3 separate regions of the Rattus norvegicus genome follow, and all the other regions are linked to region 1. The links are chromatin contacts, called in public Hi-C maps. All regions are on one chromosome and are shown on one strand. The core of a region is the stretch at or near the end of the contact, and the rest is flanking DNA. Distances in the headings are between cores, read along the strand shown. Region 1 has its middle 36 kb from the start of Loxl4. Region 2 holds the start of Hps1 (HPS1, biogenesis of lysosomal organelles complex 3 subunit 1). Region 3 holds the start of Pyroxd2 (pyridine nucleotide-disulphide oxidoreductase domain 2).

Region 1 (3,413 bases), core at 513-3,012:
ATTCCACTCATTCGGTCTTAGCTGCCCTCAAGGGATAGCTAGAATATGACCACTTACCTGGAGATCTGGCTCATTTCTAGCTCAGCCCTAGCACCAGGGTATGGTCCCTCTCCTTTGAACCTAAGTGGCCTCTACTGAGCATGCTCTGTGTGTGAGCCTGCCATCAGGTGCTATACATCATTCCTGCCTTCACCCAGCCCTATGAGTTGTGTAACAGCCTCCACTTTGTATAGAAGGATGCGAAGACCCAGAGACCTCACTCGGAAAGGGAGAGTGACTGGGAGAGGCAGAGGAAGGAAGAGAGCAGCTTTCAAGGTCAAGTTACCATTTTGAAATGAAGGTGAACCAGGGAATTGTCATGGATGGAGAGGAGGAAACATTTAGATCTTCCAGTCAATATTGGCTGACCCCATGCTCTGTGGCTGGTCCTGGTGGAGTGAATTTCAAGGCATCTTCATTTTGTCACCAGAAAAGAGTCGGTCGGAGACAAGGAGTGATTTCTTCAAAGTCATATAGCTCCGAAATTATACAGCCAGGATGGGGCGTGGAGCCCAGATTCCCTGTGCAGGGTTCCCTCAGGCACCACATGGCTTCCTTCCGAGAAGCATCCATACCCGTGTACCAGACACAGGGATGAGAGCACATTTCCAGGGAAGCCTCAGCTGGGAGACTCTCAGGGTCATTTCCTCAGAGATGGGCTCCTCTGGCAAAGCGACAGTGTTTGACAGTGTATGAAGCAGAGTCAGGCTCACGCTGAGCCCTGGAGGGTGGCGACAGTGGCCTTTCCATCCTGGTGCTCATAACAAATGCCTGCCCTGGACAGCTGCTTCCTGAGGCTCCAGAGTCTTCCTGAGCCTCTAGAGCAGAAGCTGGTCAGGACCCCAAATGACCCCATGTGCTGGATACCTCTGAACTTGAATTTGCCCTTCTAGGCCCATGTCAGCTCCCGTACACAGCAACTTACACGGCCAGTGCTACCTGGGAGGGCCTACGGCATGCAGAAATTAATCCAGTCTTAGACATGGTAGGGCCCCTATCTCTGCCCTTTGAGAACCCTATTCTAATTTAGAGAGCAGAGCCAATATAGTCTTCCAGAAAATGAGGGATTGTGGGCAGGAAGATAAAGATGCCCAGAAAACACTCCTTAAAACATGAGAGAGGACAGAAGGTCTGTCCCCCAAACAAGAAACCCAAGAACAAAATTCTGGGAGTACCATGACTAAATCTGAGGAGTCTAGAGGTAGGCAATGGGTCTTGAGATGACTTAAAAGCTGCCTGCCACGTTTCTGGCATCCCACAGAGTAGTGGGCGGGTCCGAGGTCAGAAAGAGTGCTGGCTCTGGGCCAGCATTTCAGAGAAATGGAGTAGAGATAAGGGGACCAGAGTCCAGAAGCTGAAACAGAGCGTGAAGGGGGGAGCAAAAGGTTAAACAGTGTTTGAGGAGAGAAACTGGGAAGAGAGACACAGAAGACACTAGAGTGTAGCCAGCCCATCACTCTGCATTTCTGCCTTGAGGCGGACTAGAGCTGAGTTTCTGAGCCTTTGTTCCCTAATGGAAAGAGAATCCAATGGTGGCCCACTGGGTGGTCTCTGGGGAAGGAGCCTCCTGGGCTAAGGATAGAATCAAGCCCCATGTGTCTCTTCCAGGACCCTAGACACACCAGGTTCAGGACCAAGCCCACTTCCCTAGGCTGCTGCACCTTCAGGCCCCGGGAAAGCATCTGATCAGAGGCTGGTTCCAGGGTGGCCATAAGAGGGCAGGAGAGTGCTGGTAATGAGCCAGCTGAAGTGTCTGGCCAAGAGCTGGGCTCTAAGAATCTCCAGGAGCCAGGGCTGGACCCAGAAGTGAGAAGGGGAGGGGAAAGAGGAAGAGGAGGGCAATCGCACACAGAAGGACAGATCCCAAGAGAATTGACCTGTCCTCGAAGCTGATCTACCTCTTGGCGGCATGAGACTTGGTTCACAGACTGGTGGGCAGATCTGGGTTCAGTGGTGAACACACAAGAGACGAGGGACAGTGATGTATCCCCAATGGCACCTCCCACGAAAATGGGCTTTCCTGGGCCTCTCTCTGCTGCCACAGCTCTCTGCCTACCTTTTTCCCAACTCACGTGGGAAACCCTTACTGCAACCAAATAGTAGAATGGGTTCCAGGTATAGGCAGCCCCACTAAGAACTCCACAGCCCAGCCCCACTTGTGACTTGAGAAATCAAAGTAAGCCCCAGCCCCAGGATGAAGCAAGTCCAGAGACCAAGAGAGGTGTGCGTACTCACAAGTACATGGGTGCATGCATGCGCATGTGAGGGCATGCACGAGTGGACACACATACGGACACACACGGACACACACACACACTCAAGCACAGACCCAAAGTCCGCCTTCAGACTCTTCTGCATCACAGACCCTAGCAGTTGAGACACATTTGCTGACTATTGTGTTTACGACCTGGTGTAACCTGAGGACCACTAGCACGTGCATGCCACTCAACCCTCTGCCCTTTCCTCATCATCTTCCCTTGCTCCTGATTCTTCACGGATGCAATTGGCCCTGGTTCTCCCTCCCAACAGAGAGCAAGGGATGGGAGAGAGCCGAGAGCCAATCAAAAATGCCCATGCACTCTTTAAATTCATCTTTAGAGAAGCAATGAGTTCCCCAGGGGCTGCCCCTTGACCCTCTGGGTAAGGTTTTGCTCAGTTAAAGGACAGCCCCGCAGTCTGAGAACCAGGAGGTTCTCTTCTAAGACTCAGATTCTGCAAGACAAGAACTCCTCACCTCAAAGCAAACAGTTTACCTGTAGGGCCATCAGCTCCATCTGTAAAACGGCCTCACTGAGCTGTTTTAAGTTCAAGTGAAGCCCAAGAGCTTAGTCCTGGGGCTGCAACAGTAGTCTGCCTTCTAGATAGATTGGGCGACCCCACCCCAGTAAACTAACACGAGAAAACAAGAGCAGCAACTGTCTCCTGCACCAGTTCCCCCTCCCATAATCCCCATCTTGAGGAATACCAGAGGCCACCCAGACTGGAAGCTTCAGCTCCTATTCTGTCTCTGCTGCACCACAAAGACCTGCTTGTTCCCTGGCGGACATGAATCCCAACACTGTCCTGCTGTCTCTGACTGACATGCACGAGGCCCTCCACCCTGTCTCCAATTCCTGCCCTGAAGGCTGTAGCTGTTCACCAGCTTCTGCTGACCATTTAGTGAGCCCCGCTCTTCTGAGGTGTGGCTAGGCAGGTCCTCCAAAATCCTATCTGCCCCAGTGGCCCTGATGTGGGAGGCAGCCCACCACCCTGTGTGTGTGTGTGTGTGTGTGTGTGTGTGTGTGTATGAGTTTGTGTATGTGTGTGAGTGAGTGTGTGTGTGAGTGTGTGTGTGTGTGAGTGTGTGTGTGAGAGAGGAGGAAAGTGTGTGAGAG
Region 2 (3,413 bases), core at 333-2,832, 120 kb before region 1:
CCTCAGGGGCTTCAGTTGCCCCTTCTATAATCTGCGGGAAATTCCTCTAGCTAAGTCAAGCAAAGGGGCCTCTAGAAGAAATGTCACTGGCACTCAGCAGGTGTCTCTAAAGGCAGTGGGATACCTACTTATGCCAGGGGGGACATGGCACCGCTCCCTAGCACCCGAGACTTACCAGGCGGGTGACCAGCAAGAGTAGGAGCCTGAAGGGCAAAAGCAATGCCAAGTGAGAGCAATGCACAACGGGGCGGGGCTCGAACCCACAAAACAGGCCCGGGTCATGTGGCTGGGTCACGTGTCCCACCCGGAAGCGCGCCTCAGACTGGCTACACGCTGGGCGGTGTGAGCGGCGGATCTGGTACGTGGGCATCTTGGGTGACCGAGCGCCGCCCTGGGTCGCCCCTCAGTGGGGACCTCCGCCCAGCCCTCTCAGCTTGGAGAGCCCCGGGCGCCCGCGGGGACCGACCTCAGTCTCGTGCCCTTTTGGAGCGGGCGTCTCGCGCCAGGCCTTCGAGCCCCCGGAGGAGAGGGGGAGGGTACGTCAGGATTTGAGGGTGTCATTGCTAGAGTGCTAAACAGCTGTAGGGCGGAGCCACGCAGTGACGCGGTGCTAAGTGGCGCGGGGAGAGGCTCCCTCGTAGTCCCTGCTCCTCCTGGAGCTTCGCAGACTGTAGTCCCCACCCCTCTCACCCATCACCCACCCCGATACTGAGCAGTGTTAGGCGGGACAGGCCACTGGGGCAGTTTGCTGGGGACAGTGGGTGCAGGATATTTTCACAGGATGGCCCTTCTCCTCAGAGCTACCTCATTTAAGAGCAAGAAATAAGGAGAACAAAAACCAGAAACTGAGGTTAGCAGCCATTGAAGATAATCGGAAGATAATCCCGGAAGTTGCCATCAAGGCCAAGCCTGAGGGTGGTGCTGCCAGGCTCAGGGTTTCATTGCTTTCAAAACTCCTAGGAGCGATCCTTCCTCCTCTGCTATAGAGTCTTCCTGCCTGATATCAAAATGGGAGGATTCCGGAGTCAGCTTATTTCTTTTGTTATTTGAAGCCGAAGCCGGGGAAAATAAGAACGACACTCAATTCTTGTCCTTAGTCGATGAGCCTACTGGTGCTGAAGTTGCAACCTGGCGGGTGACTCCTTGTAGCCCTGTAGGAAGGTGCAACGGGGTTCTGCTCCCCAGTCTCCCATGAGGCTTCGAGTTGAATGTGACCTGGGAAGGCCCAAGTCAGAACCCAACCCAAATGCCATTTTTTCACTCCCTCCGGCCACTCTGGAATGGGTTGTGTGGTAACCCACCGCTGTTCACAGCTCCCTGGGGCTGACCACACGTGTGACTGAGTGACCCGAATACTAACTGGGAACTGTCTAGATGCAGAGAGGGTAGGAACTAGTGTGTCATCCACGGATACTCCACATAAAGGACTCCCTGAGCTTGCGGTCCTTAAATGGGGGAACCTGTGACTTTTCAGCCCTTGTCCTGGTTGTCCACTCTTAGGAACAGGTGGCAGTAAGGACCTGACCCTCTGTGTGCCTTCATGCCTTCTCTGCCTTAAGCACTTGCAGGCCCAAGCATGCCGCGCTGTTGTCTGCTGAACTGGTCAGAGTCTAGCTCCTGGGAAGCCCCGCTGTGTGCTTTGCCAAGGTAAATAGTGCTCCTCTCCTGGGGGTCGGGGGGGTCGGGGGGGTGGGGGTGAGCAGCACCCACTTGTAAAGCAGAATGAAAAGAGTGAACTGAACTGTCATGGACACCTCTTCCCCATCCCCCCTCTCCAGCCCTGCCCCGCATGTCACTGCTTCATTAGGGGGCAGCAAGGTAACCCCAGAACGACTGGGTGATGGCTGGCCTGAGCCAAGCTCAGTGAGTGTCCGATGTGCTGAAGCCCTTCTCCTTACCCTGGCTGACCTCATAGATGTGACCTTTGCCCTCGCTTTTCCCTGAAAGATGAGGTGTGTGTTGGTGGCCACTGAGGGCGCAGAGGTCCTCTTCTACTGGACGGATGAGGAATTTGAGGAGAACCTCCGGCAGAAGTTCAGGCAGTCAGAGAATGAGGAAGAGGAGGTAAGTGCAGAACGGGCTGTCTGGGGCATTGGTAGAGGAGCCCCAAAGCCACCCAAGGCCAGGAGGCCCAAGTACCTCTTCCTAGCCAGCAGGAGGGCTCTGCAGGGTCTGTGCCTGGCCAGCAGAGGCAGCCTTTTGATGTCTTGAGTACTGTGATTTCCTACCTCACCAGAGCTGCCTGGGCCCATGATGGGGAAGGAGGTAAATGTTAGTCTCACAACAGGGAAATTTGATGTCTGGTTCTCTACCCGAAAAGCTCGACATAACGCATTAATTCCTAACAGCTCTGTTAAGACATGCTAGACCAACTATTGTCTGCTCACATTTAAATGATACCATTTGATATGCCCATATCTGCGACTCGGTCACAGTGAGCGAACTGTCTGCCACCCCAAAAGCTTTAAGCCCTCTTTTACTCCCTTTACTCCCTAAGAGTCAGTGAGCCGTTTGCCGTCTCATGAGTCTGTGCTGTGTAGGCTCATCCAGAAGGACCATGCACAGCGGTGTAGGTACTACCTCCACCATATCTGTAGGCCATAATCCGTTTCTTCCTTTCCTTCTTCGTGGGCATTGGTTTGTTTTTAGGTTTTGGTAACCATAGACACGTCGGCTGTGAACATACATCTTTGTATGGGTTTGGACGCTATGGGTGTTTGTTGTTTTGTTTTGTTTTATACATATGGTTGTTTTTCTTTTAGGGTTTGTAAATCCTGAGATTTGCAAGAGAAAAACCAATTCCACCATTTTGAGCCAAATTTGAAGCAAGCTTTAATTAAATACTGGCTGGGACGGGCTTTGGTCAGGACTCTTCCCTGGAGTTCCCAGCTGAGTGGGCCTGAGACACATGTTGCAGGGTCTTATGAGGAGAAACCCATATGGCCACCATATTTTCCCTTACAACTTTGTTATTATCCGGGAACTACAACTCCCAGGAAGTTACCTGGTCCTTGGGTGGGTGGGCTCATAAATTAACCTCTGGTCTTAAGTGTGCGGACCGTGTGCATGCAATGCCCACTGAGGCCAGAAGGGGGCACTGTATCACCTAGAATTGAAGTTACAGGTGCTTGTGAGTTGCCACTTGGTTACTGGGACTCGAACCCCGATCCTCTGCAAAAACAGCAAATGGTTTTAACCACAGAGCTACCTCTCCAGTCCCTGTACTTCTTGAGACCCCCCAAGCTCTCTCCACAGGAGAGGTATGCACCATTTCACACCCCACCAGCCGCTCTTTTGGTCCTCATTGATACCTGATATTCATTCTTTTTTATTTTAGGCAGTTTAATACATGTCGGCCAGCATCTTGGGTTTTATTTTTCATCCTTTGGTGACTGATGACCCTGGGCAGCTCC
Region 3 (3,413 bases), core at 511-3,010, 96 kb before region 1:
TATTCAAATGCCGTTTAACTCATTATTCTACCTGCTGAGTGAAGAGAGACAAAGCAGGTGTCTACTTACTGAATGCAGACGCAGTTCTCTATTACATCCACTTCTAATGGACTGCATGGGAGTGTGGGTAGAGGCTTTGCACTTGGGTTTCAGGAGTGATCGTGGACAGTTTAAGCCCTCCTGGTGTGTGGAGTGAAGCCCACGCTGAGGGTCAAGGGGTTCTCAGAGGCCCTCTTACACGGCCATCTTTGGCGTGCCCGCTGGGTTTTAGCCATCTCTGACCCAGGTGTTCTATTACCTACCGTCTAGGGCTCTTGATCCGTTCATTTTCTCTGACAGGTAAAGACTTAAAAGGGAGGGGGGAATCTTGAGAGCCAGAGAAATAAATTCTCTGAACACAACAGAAGATAGAACTGTTGGAGAGAGGCTTTTATTGGGGGGTGACAAAATACACCCCAGTAAGGTACACACAGAGAAAATACTCTCTGCACAGCAAAGGGGGTCTCCAGAAACCAAAGGGCTGGGACTTTTAAGAGTGTTTGAGGAGTTCTTCCTCCGCCAATTTATGGTTTGGGTTTGAACAAAAATAGGACAGGGAGGATGAGAGAACCACAACTTTGGGGTAAGCAAGATCTGGACTGGCCTTGAACCTGTGGTCTGGTCCCTAGGCAGGCAAGCCCACTTGTTAGCAATTCCTGTAGGCTCTGCCCAGCAGTTACCTAGTGGGGAACAAGGGCCAGGCTTGTAAGACTGATACCTACCTCATGGAAATGCCTCAGCATGGGCTTGCTAAAAGCACCCCTCCCCCTCCACTGCAACATACCACGTTTTATAAAACAGCACAACTAGAGAAAAACCTTGTCAGGTTTTAGTCCCAGGTCAGGAGGGTAAGGAGGAAACCAGCCATCTTGGAAGCTCACCAGTTTTATGATCTAGCTACCCCTTCTCCCCCTGTCTTCCTCTTGTCCAAACTGCCACACTAGGCTGCCCAGTTCAGATTGCAGCACTCCATTTTCGGTACCCTTCTCCTGCAGAGGAGTGACTCCTGACAAGTGGACAGGTCCTCTGTTCAAGATAGGGCACAGGGTAGTGTAGAAGCACACTAACTGAGGTAATTTACAGGTGTGAGCCCAAATCCTTGAGAGCCTTTGGAAAATTGGAAAGGTACCAAAACAAAACTGTTCAAACCTTTCCTCCCAGCAAGATTGGCCTCAGTGGAGTGTGCAAGAGAGAACAGCTCTTGGGGACATAGGTGGCCTTTTCTGTTGTCCAAAGGCACTGGTGTGGTTGTACTGAAAGATGACTGTGGCGGTTCCTGCAACAGTGCCCGGAAGCAGTGTCCCGGACTCTACCCACCAAGCAGGAGTAAAGTCTGACTTGACTGTGCCCTTTCACTGGGTAGGATCTCGGCCCCGCCCCAGGCTTCTGCCCTTCCTGAAAAAGAAGGCAAGAGGAAGGCGGGACCTCCGCTTTGGCTCCTCCCTTCCTCCCCTTCTAGTCCACCACTAGGCCGGGTAGAACTTAGTTAACTGTTCTCCTTTTGGTCCGTGCTCGCTTGAGTCCTGGAGGCGACACAGACTGCCAATTCTTAGCCTACACGCCCCCTTCCCAAGACTAGCTTGCGCAAACTCAGAGCCACAGAAGCTCAGACCCTGGGAAATCGTGGCCCAAGGCCAAGGCTGACACTGGACTGTAACTCCTAGCCCCTCCCCCTGCCTGGGCCTCTGGAAAGCCTACTGCAAGCAAATTGCTGGGGGCAGAAATGGCTGCCAGCGGCCGAGGTCTCAGCAGGGCCTTGCACTCCACTCCCTGTCCTGCTTGGAAACGAGTTCAGTCGGGAGCCAACGGGTGCCTGAAGCCCGAGTACGATGCGGTGGTGATAGGAGCAGGTAAAGCTAAGGAAGCCAGAGCTCAGGGAGGGAAGGCAGCGTCCTGCCCACTGGGCCTTTGAGGGACCCCCAGGGAGCCTCCCTGCTGCCTCTGCTGTGGGGCACAACCTGGCCGGGAGTCCCAGTGAGCGGGGTCTGTGATGGGAGTCCTCCCTGGTCTGGGAGTCAGGATCCCTTGGTTCTGATTCCGCCCTGGGGTTCTGTGTGGTCTAGAACGGGCTCTTGTCTTCTGAGTTTAAACCTTTCTGTCTAGAATGACAAGGAGTGACTAAGTAAACGTAGGAATTTCTCTGTATCTCCTGCAAAATGAGCGACTCCTTCCGGGACCATATGCAGGTAGCATTATGGTACTTAAGGGTGAGGAAGAAAGACCTCGGGACTGTAGACAAATGAGATCCCACTGTGAGTTCTGGTACCCATCTCACTTCTGAGATCATCCATTAGAAGAGGAAGCCAGAGTTGTTTCATAAAGGGAAAAGGTGGTTGGGGGTTCCCAGACACCCTAATGCGCACCCACAAAGGGTGCCATCTCCCATGGCTTCCCTCAGACATAGATACCTGCTATAGCGGTCGTCCTGCAACCTCTTGCTGACTCTCAGGCTCACAGCACTGATGTGTGCTGGGTAATAGACTGAGGCATAGCCTAGGGCCGGACTGCACTCCACACCAGGGCCTTCCGGTTCACACTTTTGGGGCCTGGAGGCATTTATTTCCAGCTGTGCCCTTACGTAGACGATAGCAGGTTCACATTTCTGTGAGACACCTCACACAGCTTTAAGTAAATACCAGCCTGGTTTGGCCTCTTCTTGTGTCTACTGAGAGCCACCCTCTCTGATTTGTGCACACACGAATGTTTATTACACACAGACTTGCTTTTATTATCGATCCTAAAATAAAGATATGTCTCACGCAGTTTTTACAAATCAAATATACAGAGCTCTCGATTTAAATGCCAAGTTTCATTCCATTGAAAACACATCTACCCAACACTCCACACAGGGAGTGAAAGGACAGCAGCAGGGCCCAAGGTCAGCAAGCTCCATTCAAGGGCTGTGCCTTTCTGAGTGGACATCCCCTCAGGCCTGGGGGTTAGCAGGTCCTGAAGCAAAAGGGGACACAGGAAAGTCAGTGAGGACTTGGGGACTGGACTTTGGGGTTTTGTTCTTTGTCACTTGAAGTCTCTATCATTCATGGCTGAACTGAGACCATTTGCCAAGGAACCTTTGCTAGTTTTCCAAGATTGGTGAGCCACCAATGAAAAGCCATGTTTGTTACAGCCTTGCAGCCAGCTGAGTGCTTCTCTGGACACTGCTAAGTCTCCTCCCTCAACACCCCAAGGTTCCACATTGTATATGAAGGATATATATTACATGCATATTTCTCTCTCTCTCTCTCTCTCTCTCTCTCTCTCTCTCTCTCTCTCTCTCTCTTTCTCTCTCTCTCTGCCCTACATGTTAAGAACTTCAAGGTAGCCACTGGCTGTCAGATGCCTCTCTGTGGGTCAGGCCAGGTAAAACCCAGGCT

What was found. Hi-C and Micro-C count contacts between places; a contact is called where the count stands out from the background.
Region 2: a contact with region 1 is called in a Hi-C map of liver, with 5 times the contacts expected there. The contact joins the promoter of Hps1 here to the enhancer-like site in region 1. A contact is called at or near these places in 2 of 12 Hi-C or Micro-C datasets (Schwann cells and liver).
Region 3: a Hi-C map of liver shows a contact between it and region 1, with 2.6 times the contacts expected there. The contact joins the promoter of Pyroxd2 here to the enhancer-like site in region 1. A contact is called at or near these places in 5 of 12 Hi-C or Micro-C datasets (the Rat2 cell line, kidney, liver and 1 more).

What each region holds. Positions count from the first base shown.
Region 1 is chr1:251,400,305-251,403,717 of GRCr8, reverse strand. No RefSeq gene overlaps it. Among named protein-coding and RNA genes, the nearest start is that of Loxl4, 36 kb to the right of the region's middle. Within about 2 kb of position 1,762, at least 3 of the 93 cell types and tissues checked have an H3K27ac peak or open chromatin away from gene starts, as enhancers often do. A contact at or near this core is called in liver, where this site is marked.
Region 2 is chr1:251,523,400-251,526,812 of GRCr8, reverse strand. Hps1 (HPS1, biogenesis of lysosomal organelles complex 3 subunit 1) reads left to right here and starts at 1,582. Exons shown (of 19, transcript NM_040669.1): 1 at 1,582-1,647; 2 at 1,948-2,064. The coding sequence starts at 1,948.
Region 3 is chr1:251,496,355-251,499,767 of GRCr8, reverse strand. Pyroxd2 (pyridine nucleotide-disulphide oxidoreductase domain 2) reads left to right here and starts at 1,760. Exons shown (of 16, transcript NM_001004261.1): 1 at 1,760-1,889. The coding sequence starts at 1,763.